2 separate regions of the Hordeum vulgare genome follow, and region 2 is linked to region 1. The links are chromatin contacts, called in public Hi-C maps. All regions are on one chromosome and are shown on one strand. The core of a region is the stretch at or near the end of the contact, and the rest is flanking DNA. Distances in the headings are between cores, read along the strand shown. Region 1 holds the start of LOC123444252 (glycine dehydrogenase (decarboxylating) 1, mitochondrial-like). Region 2 holds the start of LOC123444253 (calcineurin B-like protein 10).

The links. Hi-C and Micro-C count contacts between places; a contact is called where the count stands out from the background.
Region 2: a Hi-C map of seedling shows a contact between it and region 1, with 2.6 times the contacts expected there. The contact joins the promoter of LOC123444253 here to the promoter of LOC123444252 in region 1. A contact is called at or near these places in 2 of 6 Hi-C or Micro-C datasets (leaf and seedling) and 1 of 1 datasets of contacts at active chromatin or transcription factors (embryo).

Annotation. Positions count from the first base shown.
Region 1 is chr3H:459,320,544-459,324,464 of MorexV3_pseudomolecules_assembly, forward strand. It overlaps LOC123444252 (glycine dehydrogenase (decarboxylating) 1, mitochondrial-like), which reads left to right and starts at 1,845. Exons shown (of 15, transcript XM_045120916.1): 1 at 1,845-3,148; 2 at 3,301-3,546; 3 at 3,635-3,712; 4 at 3,805-3,905. The coding sequence starts at 1,955.
Region 2 is chr3H:459,528,325-459,532,245 of MorexV3_pseudomolecules_assembly, forward strand. LOC123444253 (calcineurin B-like protein 10) reads left to right here and starts at 2,012. Exons shown (of 9, transcript XM_045120917.1): 1 at 2,012-2,208; 2 at 2,303-2,516; 3 at 2,614-2,696; 4 at 3,306-3,365; 5 at 3,646-3,754; 6 at 3,851-3,903. The coding sequence starts at 2,179.

The sequences.
Region 1 (3,921 bases), core at 595-3,094:
GAAAGGAAAAGTGATATGCTACAATACCCAAGCTTGGTGAATAAAGGAAATGAATATGCTAAAGATGATTCACCAACACACGAAGTGCACAAATGCACCACTTGAACCTATCCCCTTTTGAAATGACAAGTTAGTAAAGGACGTCGCCTAAATATGAAATCATCGTATTTGAAGGAGATATAGAAATAGAAGCTACCCCAAACCCTAACACTATGCCCCAGGGGCCGGCTAGTGTTAGGAACACAACTCGGGCACATCCATAGTTTTGGTACCCTCCGATCACTGGATGCTTATGTCTGACAACGCAAACAAAACAAGACAAAACACAATTCATTTATCAAACAATGCTAACTATGCAGTAGAAATTACTAAATGAGTATTGACTTATTATGAAGTAATTATTTGTCACCAGGGCGGCGGTCGATCTACCTTCTTCCCGGTTAGGACTACGGGTCCCGTCGCTCTTCGCTCGTCACTTCGACGACGGAAGGGGGCGGGGACCCCAGGGATTCGATTTGGTGGTGAGTGGTGATAGGGTGAGGAATAAAGTTAGGCTTTGTCTCCGATTGACGGTGGCAAGCCGATGGCGTCGCTGCTAGCATGAGTAACGTCCACCCATCTCGACCTCGTTCCGATGGTGCTTCTTCATATTGTCGAGAGTCGTGTGAAGGATGGTGTGTCCAATGATATGGTTTTACGGATCTTGTTTTCTTGTAGTAGATTTTTCTCGATCGCCATGCGATTGTCCTCTGGCTTCATTTCCGACTGCCAAAGGTTGGACAACCTCAATCTCATCGTAGAGCGTGTGAGATTTGTATTTTCGACTTCTACCGGTAGCAACTATAACATCAAATTATACAGTACTTCCTATGTACCTAAATAATTATAGTTGAAGAAAATTAGTACTTGTAGCAACTACTGAATTTTTTCACTAAACAATATCAACGGTATAATTATTTCTAGCCAGCCCTGCCAATCAAATGGTACTTCAACCAGACAACTAAAAAATAACTTGAACGGAAGATGAAAAGCTTTCTAAAATATGTTAGCAGACTATAGGTGGTTGGTGGAACAACGACATCCGGCCTCCCACCCTCACGGGTACCCAGAGATTCTTTCGCGGTAGGTGATCCCAACCATCATCCGGGTCTGCTCCGCTTGGACGCATACCAAACCCACGCCGGTCACTGACGCGCGGACCATCCCCAGCCAATGCAGTTCGACCTTCCCTGGTTCTCCTACCCCGGCCAATGGAGCCCCACGCCATCCCCACGTGTTACCACTTCCTGGACTGGATCCAGCATGCATCCGTCGGCCGTGGCGTCGCGCTCGCCAGCGCCGCACCGATTCGGCAGCTCCCCGCTCGGCACCACGCCATGCCATGCCACCGGGTGTAACAGACGCCGCAAAAATTACGGCCCAGCGGGCAGCGGTCTCCACAGAATTTTCTGCGGCGGGAGGGGAGATTGGGGCGGAGGAAAGCGATAAGGTCCAGGCAGCTTGCAGCGCCGGAGTTGGGACGCGCGTCGTCTCTCTCATCTCTCCCGCCCGATCGACCCATCGTCTTCCTCCCGATCGATACCTCCCCCCGTCGCCCGTTCCCACTCTACTTGCCGGTTTCTGTGGCTGGGCCTCTTATACCGGCCGCTGCTCGGCCCCTCGTCCATCCAAACGCCATCCTCCTCCCCGCCGCCCGTTGCCGATCACCACTGTCAGCGCCCACGTCACCCTGAAACCTCCGTCTCGCGCCGTGCTCTCCACCTCACTCCCACCCCACCCCAGCTGAGCACAACCGAACGCGCCGATATATATTGGCCAACCAAACCAAATCACACTCCCTAACCCAGCCACACCCGCTCTTCTCGCCAGGAGCGGAGGCCACCCACCTCCCACCCCCACCCCATCCATCCCTGCCGCCGCGCGCGTGCGTCTCCGCATCCACCCCCCCAGCCCAATGGAGCGCGCACGCCGCCTCGCCAGCCGCGCGCTGCTGCGCCGCCTGCTCGCGGCCTCCTCGTCCGCCACGTCCCCGTCCCCGTCCCGCGGCGTCTCCACCCTGGCGCCCAGGCCGGCGGCGGCCGGGTCGCGCCCCCGCGCGCGCCCGGCGCACCAGTACACGCCCGGCCGGCCCGTCTCCGTGTCGGCGCTGCAGCCCAGCGACACCTTCCCGCGGCGGCACAACTCGGCCACCCCCGCCGAGCAGGCCGTTATGGCGTCCGAGTGCGGCTTCAACACCCTCGACGCGCTCATCGACGCCACCGTCCCGGCCGCAATCCGCGCGCCGCCCATGCAGTTCACCGGCAAGTTCGACGCAGGCTTCACCGAGTCGCAGATGCTCGACCACATGGCGCACCTCGCCTCCATGAACAAGACCTACAAGTCCTTCATCGGGATGGGCTACTACAACACCCACATCCCCGCCGTCATACTGCGCAACCTCATGGAGAACCCCGCGTGGTACACGCAATACACGCCTTACCAGGCGGAGATCGCCCAGGGCCGCCTCGAGTCGCTGCTCAACTACCAGACCATGGTCGCCGACCTCACCGGCCTGCCCATGTCCAACGCCTCGCTGCTCGACGAGGCCACCGCCGCCGCCGAGGCAATGGCCATGTGCCTCGGCATCGTCAAGTCCAAGAAGAAGACCTTCCTCATCGCCTCCAACTGCCACCCGCAGACCATCGACATCTGCAAGACGCGTGCCACCGGCTTCGACATCAACGTCGTCGTCTCCGCCGCCAAGGACTTCGACTACAGCAGCGGCGACGTCTGCGGCGTGCTCGTGCAGTACCCCGGCACCGAGGGGGAGGTGTTGGACTACGCCGAGTTCGTCAAGGACGCGCACGCGCACGGCGTCAAGGTGGTGATGGCCACTGACCTGCTCGCGCTCACCACGCTGCGCCCGCCGGGCGAGATTGGCGCCGACATCGCCGTGGGCTCCGCGCAACGCTTCGGCGTGCCCATGGGGTACGGCGGCCCGCACGCTGCCTTCCTCGCCACCTCCCAGGAGTACAAGAGGCTGATGCCCGGCCGCATCATCGGTGTGAGCGTCGACTCCAGCGGCAAGCCCGCGCTCCGCATGGCGATGCAGACCAGGGAGCAGCACATCCGGCGAGACAAGGCCACCAGCAACATCTGCACCGCGCAGGTACGCGAGCACCCCCACCCACTCACCAATTTTCCTGATAGTGACAGCACAATAGCTAAGAGTTCGTGCTACCTGATACGGGTGGGTGGGTTAGTGGCCGAGCATATTATCATAAATTAGTGATTCATTAGATACCTTTTGTCACTTTATAGGCGTTGCTCGCCAACATGGCGGCGATGTATGCCGTCTACCATGGTCCGGCTGGCCTGAAGGCGATCGCCGACCGTGTCCATGGACTGGCTGGTACTTTCGCCCATGGTTTGAAGAAGCTCGGGACAGTGACAGTGCAGGAGCTGCCCTACTTTGACACGGTCAAGATCACTTGCGCCGATGCTAATGCCATTGCTGAGGAGGCCCGCAAAAACGAGATGAACCTTCGCGTTGTCGACGCAAACACGGTTCGTTTTCAGCTGATTTCTGTTGTGTTCCACTCCAACCGAATTAGTTCTGAGTTTCGAGCATTAATTTCGAGTTGTGATATTGTAGATCACCGTTGCCTTTGATGAGACCACCACCTTGGAGGATGTTGACAAGCTGTTCAAGGTTTTCTCTGGTGGCAAGCCAGTAAGTAGTCACCAACCAACTGCATAATTCCGCGTGCTTCATGTCAAATTATGTCGCAAATTTAAATGATGTTCTGGCAACAACGCTTTCAGGTGGGCTTCACAGCTGAATCCATTGCGCCTGAGGTCTCAAGCTCAATTCCTCCTAGCCTTGTGCGCGACAGCCCCTACTTGACCCACCCAATCTTTAGCATGTACGTTTATTGTCAA
Region 2 (3,921 bases), core at 762-3,261, 210 kb after region 1:
GTGCACCTTCGTGGTAACATCCACCTCTCTAATGATAACTAGGTTCCCTCCAAGGAAGTGAACATCGAGATACATCCTCGTCTCCGTGGCTTTGGTTATCCTTAACCCTAACTTCTTACTTGTGGTTTACTTTGGCTACTTGAGCGTACATTCACTATATTTTTTGTCCTCGTTATATTGTGTTGGTTATTTCTTTGTAAAGATTAATTATTTAGGCCTGCGCTTTATATCCCGCAATTCATACTTGCTACTATTAATATATCTTGTGTTTAGTGTGAATTGCTAACTTGTGTCGTACACTTTCATATCTTGTGTTATTGCCCAAGTAAGTATGTATAACTTACTTGTACTTGTTAGTATCCTTGTCGTGCTCATCTTATTAGAATAAGTAGTTGGTACACCCGGTTGAGCCTACTATATTTAGGATTTGTGCTTGGAACATATCCGCTTAATTTATTTTCGCATTAGGATATGGCCAAATCCGTAATAAGATTTTAATACGCCTATCCACCCCCTCTAGGCGACATCCTGGTCCTTTCAGTTGTTTCCTTGTTGAAGGTATCACCAAGGAGTTCCAACACCTCTCACATACTCGAGATATTGTCTCTAGGTGAAAAACAAGACCCGCCTTGCCGGATCTACGATAGCGGTGTCCTCGACATCATTACTTCCATAGAAGCACTGTTTTAGAGATAAGTTATTATGGCGGTAACACCCCGTTGGTAGTGGTGTGGCTGGTCCGAAGTTGGTGATGGCAGGGTGCAGGTGGTGTGCGCGTTGACTCGCCTTCTAGGTGTTAGTGGTAGATGGAGCACTCTTTACACGTGGGTAACATTAGGCGTGCCTCGTTGGTCTCCCTCTCGGGACTGGAGCGACACTCTTGTCCACCTCCTTCCAGACGTGTCTTCTCTCCTGGTGTTGATGAGATCGACAAACATGCATGTGGTGGGAACAACCGAAGTTGTGGTGAAGTTGAAGTCATCAGGTCAGTCAATGTGATGGGCGATTTATATGACGTTGGTTTTGTTGTGTATTGACTCCTTGTGGCATTTTCGTATTTCTTATGATGTGGTAGTCCTAATTCAGCTAGGGGTGGTTTTTGTCGATGTGAAGACTTTTCCTCTAATAAACTGAGTAATGGGTATCTATACCATCTTTTTTTTGTTCAACAACTTACGTGTTATCATTAAAAAATGAATTGCTCAATTGCTACTTATAGAAATAACTTTTTAACGCGGTACAAACGCAGGTGCCCACACATATACATATACTTATTTTTATGGATATGCACATGCATATCCCATCACTACGATCATCTTGGAGATACTGGCCCGCCATAAAAACTTGAGATTACAACTTAAGATTAAGAAAATCACCATAGTCGCGTCCGTAGCCAACGGAATGTTTCCTTCCACCATCGCACACATGCTAATATTAGAAGCTAGTGGCGAACAAATTCCATTTGTTGAGGTTTATTAACATGACCATTTAGATCTTTGCATGAGACGGCAAAACTATTTTATACTTCCTTTGTTTCTAAATATAAGTCTTTTTAAAGTTTTCAGTAGAGAACTATATACAGAACAAGACGAAGTATATAGACATACTTTAGAGTGTAGATACACTCATTTTATTTCGTATGTAGTCCTTTAGTAAAATTTTTAAAAAGACTTATATTTAAGAACAAGACGAAGTATTACTTTCTCCGTCTTAAAATAAGTGTCTTAACTTTATACTAGCTCTAGTATAAAGTTATACTCCCTCCGTCCGGAATTAATTGTCGCACAAATTGATAAAAATGGATGTACCTAGAACTAAGATACATCTAGATACATCCATTCATATGACAAGTATTTTCGGACGGAGGGAGTACTAAGTTTGACACTTATTTTGAGACAGATTGAGTATGCAGCAAATCAGCAATCATGGAATCACCGGGTTACTCTGGCGTGTGGCCGCGGTGGATCGGTGAATGATTGGAGCAACCCACTTGGACGGCCTAAATACAACAGGACCACCCAGCTGGCAAAATATCTTTGCCAGAACAATTGAACTGGACGGAGACGCCAATCTGCCAGTTCACCAAGAACTCCGGCGGCCGCGCGCCGGTACGTGACGTTCCCGGCGACCGGCACCCCGTCGATCGATGATTCGCTGCCAGCCGCAGCTGCCCAGCCCATGGACCCCTCCCGCTCATCCAACACCCTCGTAATAGCTAGCACCTCCGCCGGCTCACTACCACCCATGATCTGACCTTTGATAGTTCATAATCTGATCCGGTTGTCGTTCGCTGATGCGGCAGGGGTCGAGAAGCTCTCTGACGCTCGGGGAACTCGCATGCATGGCATTGTTCCCGGTGCTCGCCGTGGTGGACGCGGTCGCCCTCGCCGCCGCGCACTGCTTCCAGAGGCGCCCGCCCGCCCTCCGCGCCCACGCGCGCCAGCGCCAGCGCCACCGAGCCAGCGGCCGCCTCACGTTCCGTGAGCTCGCCGACCTCGCCGACGAGTCATGCTGCTGTAAGAACAGCTGATTTTTCGGGTTGCGTGTCTGTCTTCTTGTATTTCGTTTTGTGGCCTGAGATTGATGTGGTTGTGGCTCGTGGTGGCCTTGCAGTCTCGGTGAACGAGGTGGAGGCCCTGTACGAGCTGTACAAGAAAATCAGCTGCTCCATCATCAACGACGGCCTTATCCATAAGGTTTACAGATGTTGAACTTCTCTCCTTTTTAGCCTACCGCTCCAGTTTATTCAGTAACGGGTGTCAGATTTCGGATCAGCCGAGCTTGTCTATCTCAAATTGCTAGGCTGCCGTGGCGGCTCGAACGGTTCGAGCCTTCGAGGATTGGTGAAGATCAAGCATGGAATCTGAGAAAATGGCTGACCTGTTTCTTTCTTTTGGCAATTAAACAAATTTCTTGTGTCAACTATGTCAGTTAGGACTCGGGACTATTAATTCAGGCTGCATTCCAGTGTGCTATGCTCATTCTTTTGAAGATCAAGTATTAAAAAGACTTGATGTTTGCTTACTACGTACTCCCTCTGTACCTAAATAATTGTAGTTGGTGAAAATGACCCTAATGTTCTTATAGACAACCAGAAAGGTGAAGTGTACCAAGATGTTTGTCATGGACAGTAGGACCTTAGTTAAAGCTGTCGATTAGTGACTAATCTAGACATTTATGATTATTTGTTAGGCAATAGGAAGCTAGCTTCCAGGTAAAGGAAGTCATAGATGTAACCGATGTAAGCACCGTTAATTTTTAAACTTTTGGTGGTCACTAATTATAAAGGTTTTGTATGTTTTCAGGAGGAGCTGCAGTTAGCTTTGTTCATGACACCGTCAGGCAAGAATCTGTTCTTAGATCGGGTAAGGCAAAAGCTTGCTCTCCCAGTTCCGTGTTTAAAATATTCTCGAACACTTTGCCTACGTAAGTATAATTAACCTGCTGTTTTGTCTTGTATCTAAAAGTAAGACTTAGTCTTAGTTAAGGTAATTGGTAATCTCGCAGCTGTCACTGTATCTGTATCAAATATTGTTGGTGTATGGTAAGGCTACTTGTTATATTTCATAGCAGTTTTGATTTATGAACTTTCCTTGCCTATCACACAGCTGGACTATTTGAATATGTCTCTTCTTCTCTATGTAGGTTTTTGATCTTTTTGATGAAAAGAAAAATTCTGTTATTGAATTCGAAGAGTTTATCCATGCAATAAGTGTGTTTCATCCAAATGCTCCCATGGAAGATAAAATTAATTGTAAGGTTACTTAGGATTTGGGAATTATCAAGATTCGTTTTCATGTTAAATTTTATCTGTTGTTGATTATTTATTTATTTATTGCACTTTTGTTAGTTTCCTTCAGATTATACGATTTGAGGCAAACTGGTTTCATTGAGCGTGAAGAGGTATGTTGCACGTGAATA